Regions from separate parts of the Sus scrofa genome. Here region 1 is linked to region 2. A link is a contact called in public Hi-C data. All regions are on one chromosome and are shown on one strand. The core of a region is the stretch at or near the end of the contact, and the rest is flanking DNA. Distances in the headings are between cores, read along the strand shown. Region 1 holds the start of CEP250 (centrosome-associated protein CEP250). Region 2 overlaps UQCC (ubiquinol-cytochrome c reductase complex chaperone).

What was found. A called contact is a pair of places that touch in the nucleus more often than the background predicts.
Region 1: a Hi-C map of embryonic fibroblasts shows a contact between it and region 2, with 2.2 times the contacts expected there. The contact joins the promoter of CEP250 here to the enhancer-like site in region 2. A contact is called at or near these places in 3 of 5 promoter capture datasets (fetal liver, fetal skeletal muscle and liver), 8 of 47 Hi-C or Micro-C datasets (adipocytes, embryonic fibroblasts, fetal liver and 4 more) and 2 of 2 datasets of contacts at active chromatin or transcription factors (alveolar macrophages and skeletal muscle).

The regions. Positions count from the first base shown.
Region 1 is chr17:38,804,063-38,811,431 of Sscrofa11.1, forward strand. It overlaps CEP250 (centrosome-associated protein CEP250), which reads left to right and starts at 5,662. Exons shown (of 34, transcript XM_013985307.2): 1 at 5,662-6,549.
Region 2 is chr17:38,665,130-38,672,531 of Sscrofa11.1, forward strand. UQCC (ubiquinol-cytochrome c reductase complex chaperone) reads right to left here. Exons shown (of 10, transcript NM_001172364.2): 9 at 595-708. Among named protein-coding and RNA genes, the nearest start is that of FAM83C, 16 kb to the left of the region's middle. Within about 2 kb of position 3,897, at least 12 of the 83 cell types and tissues checked have an H3K27ac peak or open chromatin away from gene starts, as enhancers often do. A contact at or near this core is called in embryonic fibroblasts, liver and skeletal muscle, where this site is marked.

The sequences.
Region 1 (7,369 bases), core at 4,412-6,911, 140 kb after region 2:
GAAGAAATGGCAAAAAGACCAAAAAAAAAAAAAAAAGTATTTAAAACATTTTAAAAAGTAATGCATATTATGGAGTTCCCTGGTGGCTCTGTGGCTTGGGTCACTGCTGTGGCGTGGGGTTGATCCCTGGCCTGGGAACTTCCTCATGCTGTGGGTGCAGCCAAAAAAAAAAAAAAAAAAGGTTGCATATTAGAGGGAAAAGTTATACAAATTTACAATGAAAAAAACCACAAACAGTACAAGAGAATATACAGGAAGTCCCCCTCCTTCCCACCCCAGACCCCCAGTCTTCCAGTCCATCTCAGACACGACCACTCTCGTCAGTATTCTGGATGATTTTCTATGCACTATAAGCTTTGAAAAATACTTTTTATTGAAGTATGGTATCTGCACTGAATATATTTTAATTACAAAATTAAATCATGCTCATTGTAAAAAAATAAAATTGAAAAAATACCAGATTTTATTAAATTAAAAGAGGCTGCTCCCCAATCTGTCTCCCTAGGGATAACCACTAGGGTTAACAGTTTGGGACCTGGAAAACATTGTCATTCTTGAGCTCAGAGACCTCAGATCCTTCCACTCCTCCCTCCCTTCATTTAATTTTATCTCCAACTTTGCACGTAAAAACTCTAATAGGTAGGTATTATTATCCCCATTTGTAGCTGAGGAATTTGAGGCTCAGAGAGGGGATGTGGGTTGCTCAAGACACAAGGCAGATTCAGGAGTTCAAACCTAGGTGAGTATGTCTGCCCCCAAGACTAATGTCTTTCTACCATGTTCCCCACCTGGTTCCTGTCCAGATTCATAGAGTTTAGGTTGCTGTGTGACATGAGGCACAAATAGAATCTCAGGTTAGAATAAAATTAAGGGCTTATTCTTTGAGGAAAGAGAGGACCTGGTCCTATGGGAGCCATCCCTGAGCATCCTTTTACTGCCCAAGCCCTGAAGAGGAGTGAACAAATGCCACCCACTTCAGGAAATGTCAAGCTTGGGTGAGTTCACACTTTGAGTTTGACTTGGTCAGTGGGAAAGGGGAAGGACTGGAATAAGACCTGCCCACTGTGACAGGGTCAGGGCCAGGGGAGTGGAATACCCAGCTGGTGGAGGGGATTGTATTGTTGTCCAATTATCCAATCTAAGGAGACTCATAAAATCCAACCAAGTGGGAGAATCAGCAAGAGTGCCCAGAGGAAATCCCTAGCATTCCCCAAACATCCATGCTTTTGCACATCATTGTTCCATGCATACTGTTTGGAGTGCCCTTCTTGCTTTTGTCAGCTCTGCAGATTTATCCTTCATAATCAGGTTATAATGTCACCTCTATGAAGCCACCACTCCCTCTTCATAGAACTTACCACCTTATAGGTGAGTGAAATTTACACTTTCCCACCTGCCTCCACATGAGTCTGTCGACTAAGGCTGTAGGCAAGGTCCATGAGTTATTGTTCTTTGGGTCTCTCCAGTCACTACTAGCACAGGATTTGACACATAGTAGGTGCTCAACCAATACCTGTTAAATAATAAATGAATGGACTCTGATGGAAAGCAGCAAGTTTTCACAATCTACTACAAGATGCTATATTCTTTTTTTTTCTTTCTTTCTTTTTTTGGCCATCCCTCAAGTTAACGAGGGATCAGATCAGAGCCACAGTCTCAACCTAAGCCACAGATGTAGCAACACCAGATCCTTAACCCACTGTGCCAGGCCAGGATCGAACCTGCATCCCAGTGCTCCCAAGATGCCGCCAATCCCTTTGCACCACAGCGGGAACTCCAAGATGCTATATTCTTTTTGTGCCTCCAGCTCTGCTTCAGAGAGTTAGCCTGCAGTAAGAAAGATGGGAATGATTGTTTTTGTTTGTTTTCAATTTTTCTTGTCTGTCATCCTCAGCTCACTTCAGTTGCTCAGGGTGTTGACATGGAGAGGAAGATAGAGAAAGGTGTGGGAAACGTCTCCTCTAAATTAGTATCATGGCTGGCTTCGTGCTTTCTGAGTTTAGCAGATGTTTATAGCTATTCCTGTCCATCAACAAAGCATCATGGAGTGCATTTATGGGTTCTTCAGGGGTTCCCTGCTGGGCCCCTCTCCTGCGCTCCCCCTAGCAAAAGCATCTCTATTGCCAATAGTCATCTGTCTTCTTACTTCTGGAGTCCCTTTACACCTCTAGAAGGCCCTACTGACCAGGACCCACGATGGGCTTATGCAGGCTCTCTTCCTTTCACTTAGTCCACATCTGGCCTACAGAAAACATTCCCTGACAGATTCTGGGAGAGCAGGACAATCTCAACATAGCAGCGCTCTCCTGGGTCCACCATCAAAGCAGTTATCAGGCTTGTTTCTTGCTGATAGACTTCCTGGACAGGAGATAGATCCAGTCATGCTCCCAGAGTGCAATGGGGTCAGATTTGGCACCTCAAATCCTCCTGGAATGCCCCTCTCCTGGTCACTTGGCTTCGGCAGTTAAATCTTCCCCAAGAAGATATGGGGGAGGGGTGTCTCATAATCAGAAATATCTCCACACAAATTCTTTATCCTCCATTCTCTTGAAATCATAGATAAAGGATTTAGGACTTAAAACAGATATTGGGCTATTAAAACATAACATATACAATTTTTTTTTCTTTTTAGGGCCACACCCAAGGCATATGGAAGTTTCTAGGCAAGGGGTTGAATCAGAGCTACAGCTGCCGGCCTATTCCACAGCCACAGCAATGCCAGATCTGAGTCGTGTTTGTGACTTACACCACAGCTCATGGTAACACCAGATCTCCAGCCCACTGAGTGAGGCCAAGGATCAAACCCACATCCTCATGGATACTAGTCGGGTTTGTTACCTCTGAGCCACAGCAGGAACTCCCTGTACATAATTTTAAAAAGAAAGTCAGTCAGTCCAGGCAACCTCTTGACGTGGGGCAGGGGGAATATGTATAAATAATGAGCAACCCTGGGATGTGGGATCCACATTATAGTCCTGGAACAGGGTTAGGATATAAAGCATGTTCCCAAACATGGAATTTAGGATGTAAAAAAAGAATCCCAGTTCACCTGAAGGGGAACAGTGCTGGTTTTCTTTCAACTGACCTGTTGTCTCTCCCTCCAATGCAGCCTCCTTTGAGGCCTTCTCCCCACTCTAGTCTGGTTTGAACATGGCCAGACTCTAATTGTGGCTAGATTGTCTTTTCCCAAAGAATTCTTGGGTCCCAAGCAATTCAAGGGATGGATATGAACACCCTTTGGTTTGTCTCAAGTGTCCCTGGTACGTCATAGGCTGTTTGAAGGCTGATGTACTTTCAGAGCCTACAGAACCTCTGGGGGGAATGTTACCCACTCTCAGGCATCAGCTAACTGCAGTTTCTGCTCTGGCCCAGACAAAATACCCAGTACTGGGTATTTTTCTGGCGTATAGTTGACTTACAATGTTGTATTAGTTTCAGGTGTAGAGCAAGGTGATTAAGTTATACATATTCATATATCCATTCTTTCTTCCCATCTAGCTTATTACAGCATATTGAGTATATTTTATTATGCTTTAATACAATTTCCAACTTGCTGTTAATACATAGTATTATTATCTAATACTAATACATATAAATAAATGTTTGCTGGGTGAATGAATAAATGAATGAGGATATGTATTAATGAATTATTTTTACTAAGATTAAAGATTCCTGTTTGGTTTTAATCACCTTCTATTCCATTTGCCCTTTGTTGATATGTCTTGATAGTCTGAAACCTATGTTTATTCCTCTTTGTCTTAAAATGTATTGCGCAGTATGTAGATGGATTTTATGTCCTTAACCTTTGTAATACTGGGGCTGATTTCATTCAGCCCATGGATGATTTTTTTTTTCTTTTCTTTTCTTTTTAGGGCTGATCCTGCATCACATGGAATTTCCTGGGCTAGGGGCTGAATCAGAGCTGCAGCTACCAGCCCATACCACAGCCACAGCAACTTGGGATTAAAGAGCCCCATCTGTGATCCACACCACAGCTTGCGGGAATACAGGATCCTTAACCCACTGAATGAGGCCAGGAATCAAACTCACATCCTTGTGGATCTCAACTGGGTTTTTAAGCTGCTGAGCCCCAACAAGAACTCCATGGAGACTTATTTGGCACCTAATATGTGTCAGGTTCTATGTTAAATGCTAAGTCAGACATAGTCTTCTAGCCTCAGGAAACTTAAATTTTAGAGAGGGAGAAAGATAACAGGTAAACCAAAAAAAAAAAAAAAAAGTAGGAAATACTATAAAAAGAGCACTGTGATAGAAAATGATAGGGTATTACTGTAAATAGCATGGTCAGGGAAGACCTAACTGATTTGAGACCTGAAAGAGAGGAAGTTATCAGCTAATCCAAGAGCTCTGGCAAAACTGGCCTAGGAGATGGCAAAGCATCTGCAAAAGCCCTGAGGTTGGTGTGGGTAACATTCCAAATACTGCAGTGACTATTCTTGCACACAACCTGTCAGGGGACCATCTTCTTGGGGTGGATTCCCACACAACTGAGTCTTTGTATCTTTTTTCTCTGTCCAATGTCCTGGATGTTTTTTCTTCTCTTTCAAGATAGTTTGCTTTTCAGATTCATTGTCCTCCCTCCCTGCCAACTTACTATTTTTTTTTTCCCTCAAGGTAACTATTAAGAATTTATTTTGGGAGTTCCTGCTGTGGCACAGCAGCAACGAATCCGACTAGGAACCATGAGGTTGTGGGTTTGATCTCTGGCCTCGCTCAGTGGGTTAGGGATCAGATTAGACCCCTAGACTGGGAAACTTCACATGCAGGGGTGAGTGGGGCCCTCAAAAGACCCCCCCCCAAAGAAAGAACTTTTGTTCTTTTAGGAGAAAAGATACAATATAGCTCTTATTGAAGTGCTCCCTTCTCAGGTTCCCTTTGGCTGTGCATTGCCTGTTTCACTCCTACTACCCATCAATCCATCCGTTCACTCAGCACTTACTGAGCACCTATTTTGTACCAGCCTTTGTGCTGGGTGCTAGAGATACACAAACTTATGCTATGCTTCTCAAAATGTGTTCCCAATGCATCATAATCACTCAGGGTATTTGCTGGAAGACACATTCCTGGGCTCCATGCCTGGTTTACTGACTCTCCATGGGTGGAATCCAAAAGTCTACATTTTGGAGTTCCTGTTGTGGCTCAGTGGTTAACAAACCCAACTAGTATCCACGAAGACTCAGGTTTGATCCCTGGCCTTGCTCAGTGGGTTAAGGATCCAGTGTTACCATTAACTGTGGGATCAGTTGCAGAGGAGGCTCTGATCCAGTGTGTCTGTGGCTGTGGGTGTAGGCTGGCAGCTACAGCTCCAATTCGACCCCCAGCCTGGAAACCCCATATGCCACGGGTGTGGCCCTAAAAAGACAAAAAACAAACAAAAAAACTCTACATTTTAAGAAATACCCGTTATTGTTTTTTAATCCCAATTTTTTTGTCTTTTTTTTGGGGGGGGTCCCAGCCGCGTTGTCGAGGTACACCACAGCTCAGGGCAACGCGGGACACTTAACCCACTGATCGAGGCCAGGAATCAAACCCGCATCCTCGTAGATACCAGTCAGGTTCTTTACCTCTGAGCCACTACGGGAACACCCCAACTCAAATTTTATTTTTTAATTTTTATTTATTTTTTTGGCCGCACCCAGGGCATATGGAAGTTATTGGACCAGGGATAGAAACCGGGCCAAAGCAGCAACTTAAGCGACTGCAGTGACAACGACAAATCCTTAAACCGCTGCACAAGAGACTCTCCAACTAAAATTTGAGAACCAAGGAGTGGAAAAGAATGGCAGGTAAATAAAATTTACAGCTCTAAAAAAGTGCATTGATAATCCATGTGCAAAACACGCTCTAGAGTCCTCTAGAGAGAGTCAGGCTTATTCAGAAAATTATATAAACTGTAGCTCTCCAGTGGGATGCAGGACATTCAGGCAGTCTCCGGTGCAAAGTGTATTCAAATGACATTAAGTAATTATATTATGAATGTTGAGTAGCCTGAAGCTACTTGGAGTTTCGGAGATTGAAGCTGAGTTTTGCCGCGACCAGGAGCCAGTTTCCTTCAGCACGTAGTTAATTGTACTCAGGTTTGGGAGTGGAGCATTGCGCAGGCGCATCTAGAACGAGGCGACCACACACATGCGCCGTATGTAACCTCGAAGCCAAAAGGGATACGATTGAGGGCAAGTGTTTTCTGTTACCGAAACTTCCTTTGCTCAAATAAGCAACCCTGGATGTCTCCATTTCGGGCGAGGAAATCTAACGTCTCTTAACATAATCCCTTCTTTTCTTCTGGGCCACTCTTGTAAAACAGCTGCCAGTACTCAACATGGCGAGAGGCCCCTAAGGCGATGCAGTCCTCTCTGGAGCGCCGGCTGGAGCGGCAGGGCTCTCCGAAAGGGCGGGAGTTTGGGGGGCGGGGCCTGCGCCCCAGCCACTCCGTGAGCCCCCGCCCCGCCTCCCCCGCCCGGCCTCAGCTGCAGCTTCACCGACTCCCGCGCTGAGGAGCACCCTGGGAACCTGCGGGAGCGGAGCGTGGTGAGGAAGGGCCTCAGGGGCGGGCGGGAGGTACCCGTGTTAACGGTCCAAGGCCCAGCGACTAGGGTGCTCCTGGGAATCCCATTCGGGCAGCGGCCTCCGGTTTCCCAGAAGAAACTCAGAGGCCCAAAAGAGGCTGGGTCCTGTTCTGGGGCTCTGGCCCCTGGCCTCCGCGTCCTGCTGTTGCTACCGCTCTGGGCTCCAGACCTTGCAGAAAGGGAGCTTCCCGACCCTGGGGTTGTCAGGATAAGGCGCTGCGCTCTCCTGCGCGTCCCGCTCCAGGCTCCCAGGATTTCGCGACTTCCTCTGCCCTTGGGGCTTTGCATGTGACTGTCCGAAAGTCCGGTCCTACCCGCCGCCCCACTCTGGAACTCTCATTCTTCGGGACCCAACTTAAGTATCACTTTTTCAGAAACCTTACCTCGTCGCTTTCTGAAGGCGCCGTAAGCTCACTGCTGGGTTTTTGCACTCTGCGCATAGTTACTTTTCCTGCTCCTCTTTGGCAGCCGTGCACTTGTTGGGGCGTTATGCCTTCCGCTTTTCATCCCTCTCCCAGGATCTAGCACGTGATGATGATAATAATATAGCTCGCATTTACTGAATAGTCACTAAATGCATTACACATAAAGGCCCATTTAATCCTCACAGCAATTCCACAAGGCGGGTTCTGTAGGCGTGAAGAAACTAAGGCACTCAGATCAATTTCCTGGAGTCCCACAACTGTTAAGCTGGTGGAGCCGGGATACAAATTCTAGACTCTCTGTCCCCAGAACATGTGATAATCCCTAGATTGCCCTAAGGTTTGGTAAATGTCTGTTGA
Region 2 (7,402 bases), core at 2,647-5,146:
GGCTTGAAGAAAACTATGCAGTTAAGCAGTCCTCACCCAGACTTCCTCTCAGAAACTTTGGTGTCAGGGAGCCCTGGGCAGCCAGAAGGGTGAAGAATGAAGTGAGGGACCCTGCCTGACTACAAAGAGCACCCACTGGGAAGAGACTTATGGGATGTTGTGGAATGATGCCTGGAGCCCAATCCTGTTAGAAGCCAGGAGCCAGGAACAAACTCCTGGGGCTCAAAGTGGGTACACAAAGGGGGCTACAGTGGCTGCTCTGTACCCCATGCAGACTATGTGCCTAGGACCTAGGATAGCACTGGGCACACAGCAGGCAGTGAAGGGACGACTACAGGTTTATGGAAGCAGGAGACAGCTCAGTGCCCTTTATTCTTCTCTTCCTGCTCCCCGACCCCTGGCCTGGCTCATGGCTGGAGCCACAGAGGTTGAGCTTCATCAGTGCCCACTGCTGATGTAATTTGGTCAGAACTCCCTCAGGCTGGGGCTCTGGGAACTCAACCTTTCATGATCCTTTGAAAGGCCAGTATTCTCAGACCTCAGGAAGGCCCTGATGTCCAGGAAACTCTGGAGGGGAGTGGAGGGACTGCTCACCTGCTTCCTCACATACTCCACCAACAATTCAAGCTGTCGAGGGTCTTCACATTTCTGGTTGAAGAAGGTTCTCCAGAGGGCAGCAGCCAGCCCACGATCATCTGAAAGGATCCCCTGGAACAGAGAGCACAACAACTGGTTTTCTGGGGAGTGTGGCAGCACCATGACACAGACGCTGGGGATAATGTGAACATGCTAGCAACCACAGAATCAGTTCAGAGGGACCTTACAGACACCATGAGAGGGAAGTGGGGCAGCCACTCCATAGAGCTGGAAGGGATCTTCAGAGAGCATCTGTTCCAACCTGTTCATTTTTTTTTTTTAACAGTACTCAAATTTTATTTTTACTTTGCTTTTGCTTTTTTAATAATTTTAATTTTTTTCATTATAGCTGGTTTACAGTGTTCTGTCAATTTTCTACTGCACAGCAAGGTGACCCAATCACACATACATGTATACATTCTTTTTTCTCACATTATCACGCTCCGTCACAAGCGACTAGACATAGTTCCCAGTGCTATACAGCAGGATCCCACTGCTTATACATTTCAAAGGCAATAGTTTCCATCTATTAACCCCAAATTCCTAGTCCATTCCACTCCCTCCCCCTCCCCCTTGGCAACCACAAGTCTGTTCTCCATGTCCATGATTTTCTTTTCTGTGGAAAGGTGCACTTGTGCCATATATTAGATTCCAGATATAAGTGATGTCATATGGTATTTGTCTTTCTCTTTTTTTTCTTTTCTTTTCTTTTTTTTTTTGTTTTTGGTCTTTTTGCCATTTCTTGGGCTGTTCTCGCGGCATATGGAGGTTCCCAGGATAGGCCACCGGCCTACACCAGAGCCACAGCAACGCAGGATCCGAGCAACCTACACCACAGCTCATGGCAACGCCAGAAACTTAACCCACTGAGCAAGGGCAGGGATCGAACCCGCAACCTCATGGTTCCTAGTCGGATTCATTAACCACTGTGCCACGACGGGAACAACTGTCTTTCTCTTTCTGACTTCACTTAGTATGAGAGTCTCTAGTTCCACCCATGTTGCTGCAAATGGCATTAGTATTCCACTGTGTATATATACCACATCTTCGTAATCCAATCATCTGTCAATGGACATTTAGATTGTCTCCACGTCTTGGCTATTGTGAATAGTGCTGGAATGAACATGAGGGTGCATATGTCTTTTTTAAGGAAAGTTTTGTCTGGATATATGCCCAAGAGTGGGATTGCTGGGTCATATGGTAGTTCTATGTATAGTTTTCTAAGGTACCTTCATACTGTTTTCATAGTGGTTGTATATTTTTACTTTGTATTATGGCATATTAGAAATTTATACAAAAGCCTAGAGATAAGCAAAGTGACACTTTTTTGCTTTAGGCTTTTTTTTTTTGGTCTTTTTAGGGCCTCACCCGTGGCATCCAACCCATTCATTTTATACAGAGGAAGAATGTGGGACCCAGAGGGGCCAAGTGACTGGATAATAAGGTTGATGCCGAGCTGCAGCGGATGTCTGATGGACCCTCCTGAGCCATGCCTCCCCCTACTGCACTGTCCAGGCTCAGGCAACACTTGAGAGGCCAAGAAAAGAAATGGTAACAGCAGTGCTTACATTGCTGTCCACAAGAAATGGGCTTAGAGTATTTTTAGTGTGTATATGTAAGTATGTATACATATTTTTTTTTCTTTTTGGCCACACCCATGGATGGCATAAGGAAATTCCTGGCCCAGGGATCAAACCCATGCCAATGCAACAACCCGAGCAACAGCAGTGACAACATTGGACCCTTAACCTGCTGCACCACAACAAAACTCTGTGTATACTTTTTTCTCAGGAACAGAATTGAGTGTGGATTGTGCCTTCTCTCCTGGTTGGAGGACACACATCTGCAAGGCAGCAAGCTCTTTAGGGAAGCGAGCCCGGTACCTTGGCCTCACTGTTGCCCAGCACTGAGCTGGCTATGGCTGGCTCAACCTCTCCCTAAGTGAGAAATGGGCTGTTCGGCAGCACTGCCATGGGCAGAGGGAGTACTCAGAGCCTGCGTGGGTGCTGAACACTGTCTGGCTGGGCACAGAGGAGTGAGAGCTCTGTTGGGAGGCCCAAATATCACAGAGACCTGAGTCATGGACTAGGGCCACATTCTAGCCTGGAGCTCTAGGGAGGGAGAAGGTAGGGTTCTTGCTTCCTGGGCAAGGGTAACTAAAGGGAAAGGCCTTGAGAAGAGCTCTGTCCAGGTGCCAAGGTGGTGTGTGGAACCAAAGTGCTGACTGGGGCTTGGAAGTCAGAAGGCTGGATCAGGTCGTAGCCCTGCCACTACCAAGCTCAGAGATGGGGAGCAATTTACCACACCGCGTCTCAACCCTCTCATCTATGAAACAGTTTAAAATGCCTGCCCTAGGGAGTTCCCAGCGTGGCTCAGCAGTAATGAACCCGACTAGGATCCATGAGGATGTGAGTTCGATCCCTGGCCTGGCTCAGTGGCTTGGGGATCTGGCATTGCCATGAGCTGTGGTGTGGGTCACAGATGCTGCTTGGATCCTGCAGTGCTGTGGCTGTGGCAGAAGCCAGTAGCTCTGATTCAATCCCTAGCCTGGGAACTTCCACCTGCTATGGATGTGGCCCTAAAAAGCAAAGCAAAAAAAAAAAAAAAAAAGCCTGCCCTATTTACATCATCTTAGCATTATAAGAGGTAACATAAAGGTATTTTGTTAAGTGTAACATGTCAGGTACAAAGGTTAAGAGCTTGTTTTGGCATGCAACTGTGAATATAGTTGAAACAACACTGGGATCTAGGGAACAGACCACCTGAGTTCAAATGGCAGCTCTGTCATTTAATAGCTGTGTGGCCTTTGGAGAACTACTAGCCCTTCCTGAGCCTCAGTTTCTCATAACCTAAACAACATAAGAATACCTATTTCACAGAGCTGTGAGAATGAAGAGATGATGGCCATTACAGGCTAAGTGGTAAATCATTACACAAAGGCCCAGGATCACTTTATTCGATGTCATGTTGTGGGCTGGCCTCCAGGGCACTGCGGTACTTGAGGTCTGGCTTGAGGTCTGTTGCCAGGAAGGGCCATGTCCAGTATGGGGTACTGACAGTTTGCTGGAAAAACATTACCCCTGTCCCAAATGTCCCTCCTAAATGCCCCTCCAATTCCACAGCTTAAGAGACTATCCTGGCACAATGGCTGAGTCAGGAAAACCAGCTTCCTCTGGCAGATGGGGCAGGAGCCAAGGACAAGCTCAGGCACATCACCGTTCTCCAAGCTATTTGCTAACACAACAGCCTGCCTGTGTCTGAAGTGCCCTGGGCACATGCCGGAGTGCTGCTGGCAGCGACTCATATGTGCTACACGAGAAGGAATAGGAGTGGGAGGGAGGGTTATGAGGACTTAGAAAATGAGCCCAGAGCACAGGAAAGCAAAAGCCTTGGGAGCCACAAATAGGCTTGGCGATGGGTGAGACGGCTGGGAAGGGGCAAGTCCGTAATCAGGCAGGAGGCAAAGGATGGCTCAGGACACAGATTAACAGTGATAACAACCTGACTGTTCCTGACTGTCAAGTTCCTTCACACATCTGGCTCCCATGACTACCTATGGCAGGAAGAACAGATATTATTACCCTCACTGGAAAGATAAGCACACTGAGGCTTAGCGCTTCTCTGGCTACCTGGGGGTAGGATTAGAACCAGAATGCATGGTGAGGTCGAAGGATGGTGCTTGACTAGCTCTGGTTAGGAGGCAGTACCTGGCACAGAATGGGAGTGCAATATGAAGGGCTGAATAAATCCACAAGCCAATTCAGCCTTCTCTCCACCATACTGCTAGTAAATCGGTGAAAACAAATGGGAGACTGGTCTGAGAGATGAAGCAGCAAAGAAAAAAGGGTACCTAGGAGCCAAAATTTAGTTTGTACAGCAATTTCCCCATAATCTACTAGGACGCCTACTTGTTTTCCCTCACGATACCAAAAAAAAAAAAAAAAAAAAAAAAGCATCCTTCAGGAAATTAAGACATGTCTAGAGTAACTGAGAGGAAGCCAAAGGGACTGTCCTGGCCCTACAGAACCCTGGCTATAATTAAGGGTTTAAAGTGGTAGAGTCTCAATGAGGTACCACTTCACATCAGTCAGAATGGCCATGATTAATAAATCTACAGATAACAAATGCTAGAGAAGGTATGGAGAAAAGGGAGCCCTCCTACACTGTTGGTGGGAATGTAAACCAGAACAACCACTATGGAAAACAGTATGGAAGTTCCTCAGAAAACTAAATACAGAACTACCATACGATCCAGCAACACCACTCCTGGGCATATATCCACACGAAACTATAATTGAAAAAGGGACATGCACCCGTATGTTCATGGCAGCACTATTCACAATAGCCAAGACACAGAAACAGCCTAAATGTCCACTGATAGATGAAAGAATGTGAAGGAATTCTCATCGTGGCTTAGTGGTTAATGAACTGACTAGTAACCATGAGGACATGGGTTCAATCCCGGGCCTTGCTCAGTGGGTTAAGGATCCGGTGTTGCTGTGAGCTGTGGTTTAGGTCGCAGACACTGCTCGGATCCCATGATGCTACAATTCCGATTTAGCCCTTAGACTGGGAGCCTCCATATGCTGTGGGTGCGGTCCTAAAAGAGACAGACAGACAGACACACACACACACACACACACACACACACACACACACACACAGACGATGTGATACATATATACATTGGAATACTACTCAGCCATAAAAAGGATGAAACAATGCCATTTGCAGCAACATGGACACAACTAGAGATTTTCATACTAAGTGAAGTAAGTCAGAAAGAGAAAGACAAATACCATACCATATCATTTATGTGTGGAATCTAAAATATTGCATAAATGAACCTATCTAAAAAATAGAAACAGACTCACAGACATAGACAACAGACTTGTGGTTACCAATAGGGAAAGGGGAGAGAGTGGGATGGAATGGGAGTTTGGGGTTAGTAGATCCAAACTATTACTTTTATTTATTTTTTTATTTTTTTGTCTTTTTGCTATTTCTTGGGCTGCTCCCACGGCATATGGAGGTTCCCAGGCTAGGGGTCAAATCGGAGCTGTAGCCGCCGGCCTACGTCAGAGCCACAGCAACGCAGAATCCGAGTCGCGTCTGCAACCTACACCACAGCTCACGGCAACGCTGGATCATTAACCCACTGAGCAAGGGCAGGGACCGAACCCGCAACCTCATCGTTCCTAGTCGGATTCGTTGACCACTGCGCCACGACGGGAACTCCACAAACTATTACTTTCAGAATGGATGGGCAATGAGGTCCTACTGTATTGCACAAGGAACTATATTCAGTCTCTTGAGATGGACCATGATGGAAGATAACATAAGAGAGGGAATGTATATGTGTGCATGTGTATGTGTATGTGAATGTATATGATACAGTCACTCCGCTATACAGCAGGAAAAGGCACAACACTGTAAATCAACTATACTTCAATAAAACTTTAAAAAATGAAAAAAAAAAAAATAAAGTGGTAGAGTCTCACTCAGTGAAGGCTGATTTGACACCACAATGCGCTTAGCATGATGCTAAGTACACAGAATGACAGTGATATGGTCACAGCTCACAGGCAGCTTGCAATCTAGTTGAACGGACAAAGCTAGTATACATCAAAGAACAGCACAGAATTAAATCCTGAAGAAAGAAGTTCCTGTCGTGGCGCAGCGGGAACAAATCTGACTAGTAACCATGAGGTTGTAGGTTCCATTCTTGGCCTCACTCAGTGGGTTAAAGATCTGGCACTGCCTTGAGCTGTGGTGTAGGTCTCAGGTGCGGCTCAGATCCTGATGTGATGTAGGCAGGCAGATGGAGCTCCAATTCAACCCCTAGCCTGGGAACTTTCATATGCCGCAGGTGCGGCCCTAAAAGAGAAAAAAAAAAAGTTTGGAGTTACAATTGTGGCTCAGCAGAAACAAATCTGACTAGCATCCATAAAGACACAGGTTCGATCCCTGGACTCACTCAGTGGATTAAGGATCTGGCGTTGCCATGAGCTGTGGTATATAGGTTGCTCAGATCCTGAGTTACTATGGCTGTGGTGAAGGCTGGCAGCTACAGCTCCGATTTGACCCCTAGCCTGGGAACCTCCATATGCCATGGGTGCAGCCCTAAAAAGACCAAAAAAAAAAAAAAAAAAAAAAGGAGTTCCCATCATGGCTTAGCAGAAACAAACCTGACTAGTATCCATGAAGACTCAGGTTGATCCCTGGTCTTGCTCAGTGGGTTAAGGATCCAAGCATTGCCGTGGTGTAGGTTGCAGACGTGGCTTGGATCTGGCGTTGCTGTGGCTGTGGCTGGCAGCTACAGCTCAATTTGACCCCTAGCCTGGGAACCACCATTTGCCGTGGGTGCAGCCCTAAAATGACTAAATAAATAAATAAATAAATCCTGGAGAATGAGCAAATGCCAATCTGTACAGGGTGACTCTGAGGAATAGTCAACACATGGTTGGCTCCTCACTCCTCAGACTTAGCTTCTGTGACAACTCTTCAGAGACCTTACCAGTCCACACTAAGCACATCCCCGTTACTCTCTATCACTGCGCTCTACACATAATTAGGTATTTATTTGCTTATTGACTTGTTTACTGCTGCCTCCCAATTAAAAGATAAATTCTGCTGAGAATAGAATCAGATTATGTCTTTTTTTTTTTTTTTTTTTGCTTTTTAGGGCCACACCTGCGGCATACGGAGGTTCCCAGGTGAGGCGTCCAAATGGAGCTGTAGCTGCTGGCCTACGCCACAGCCACAG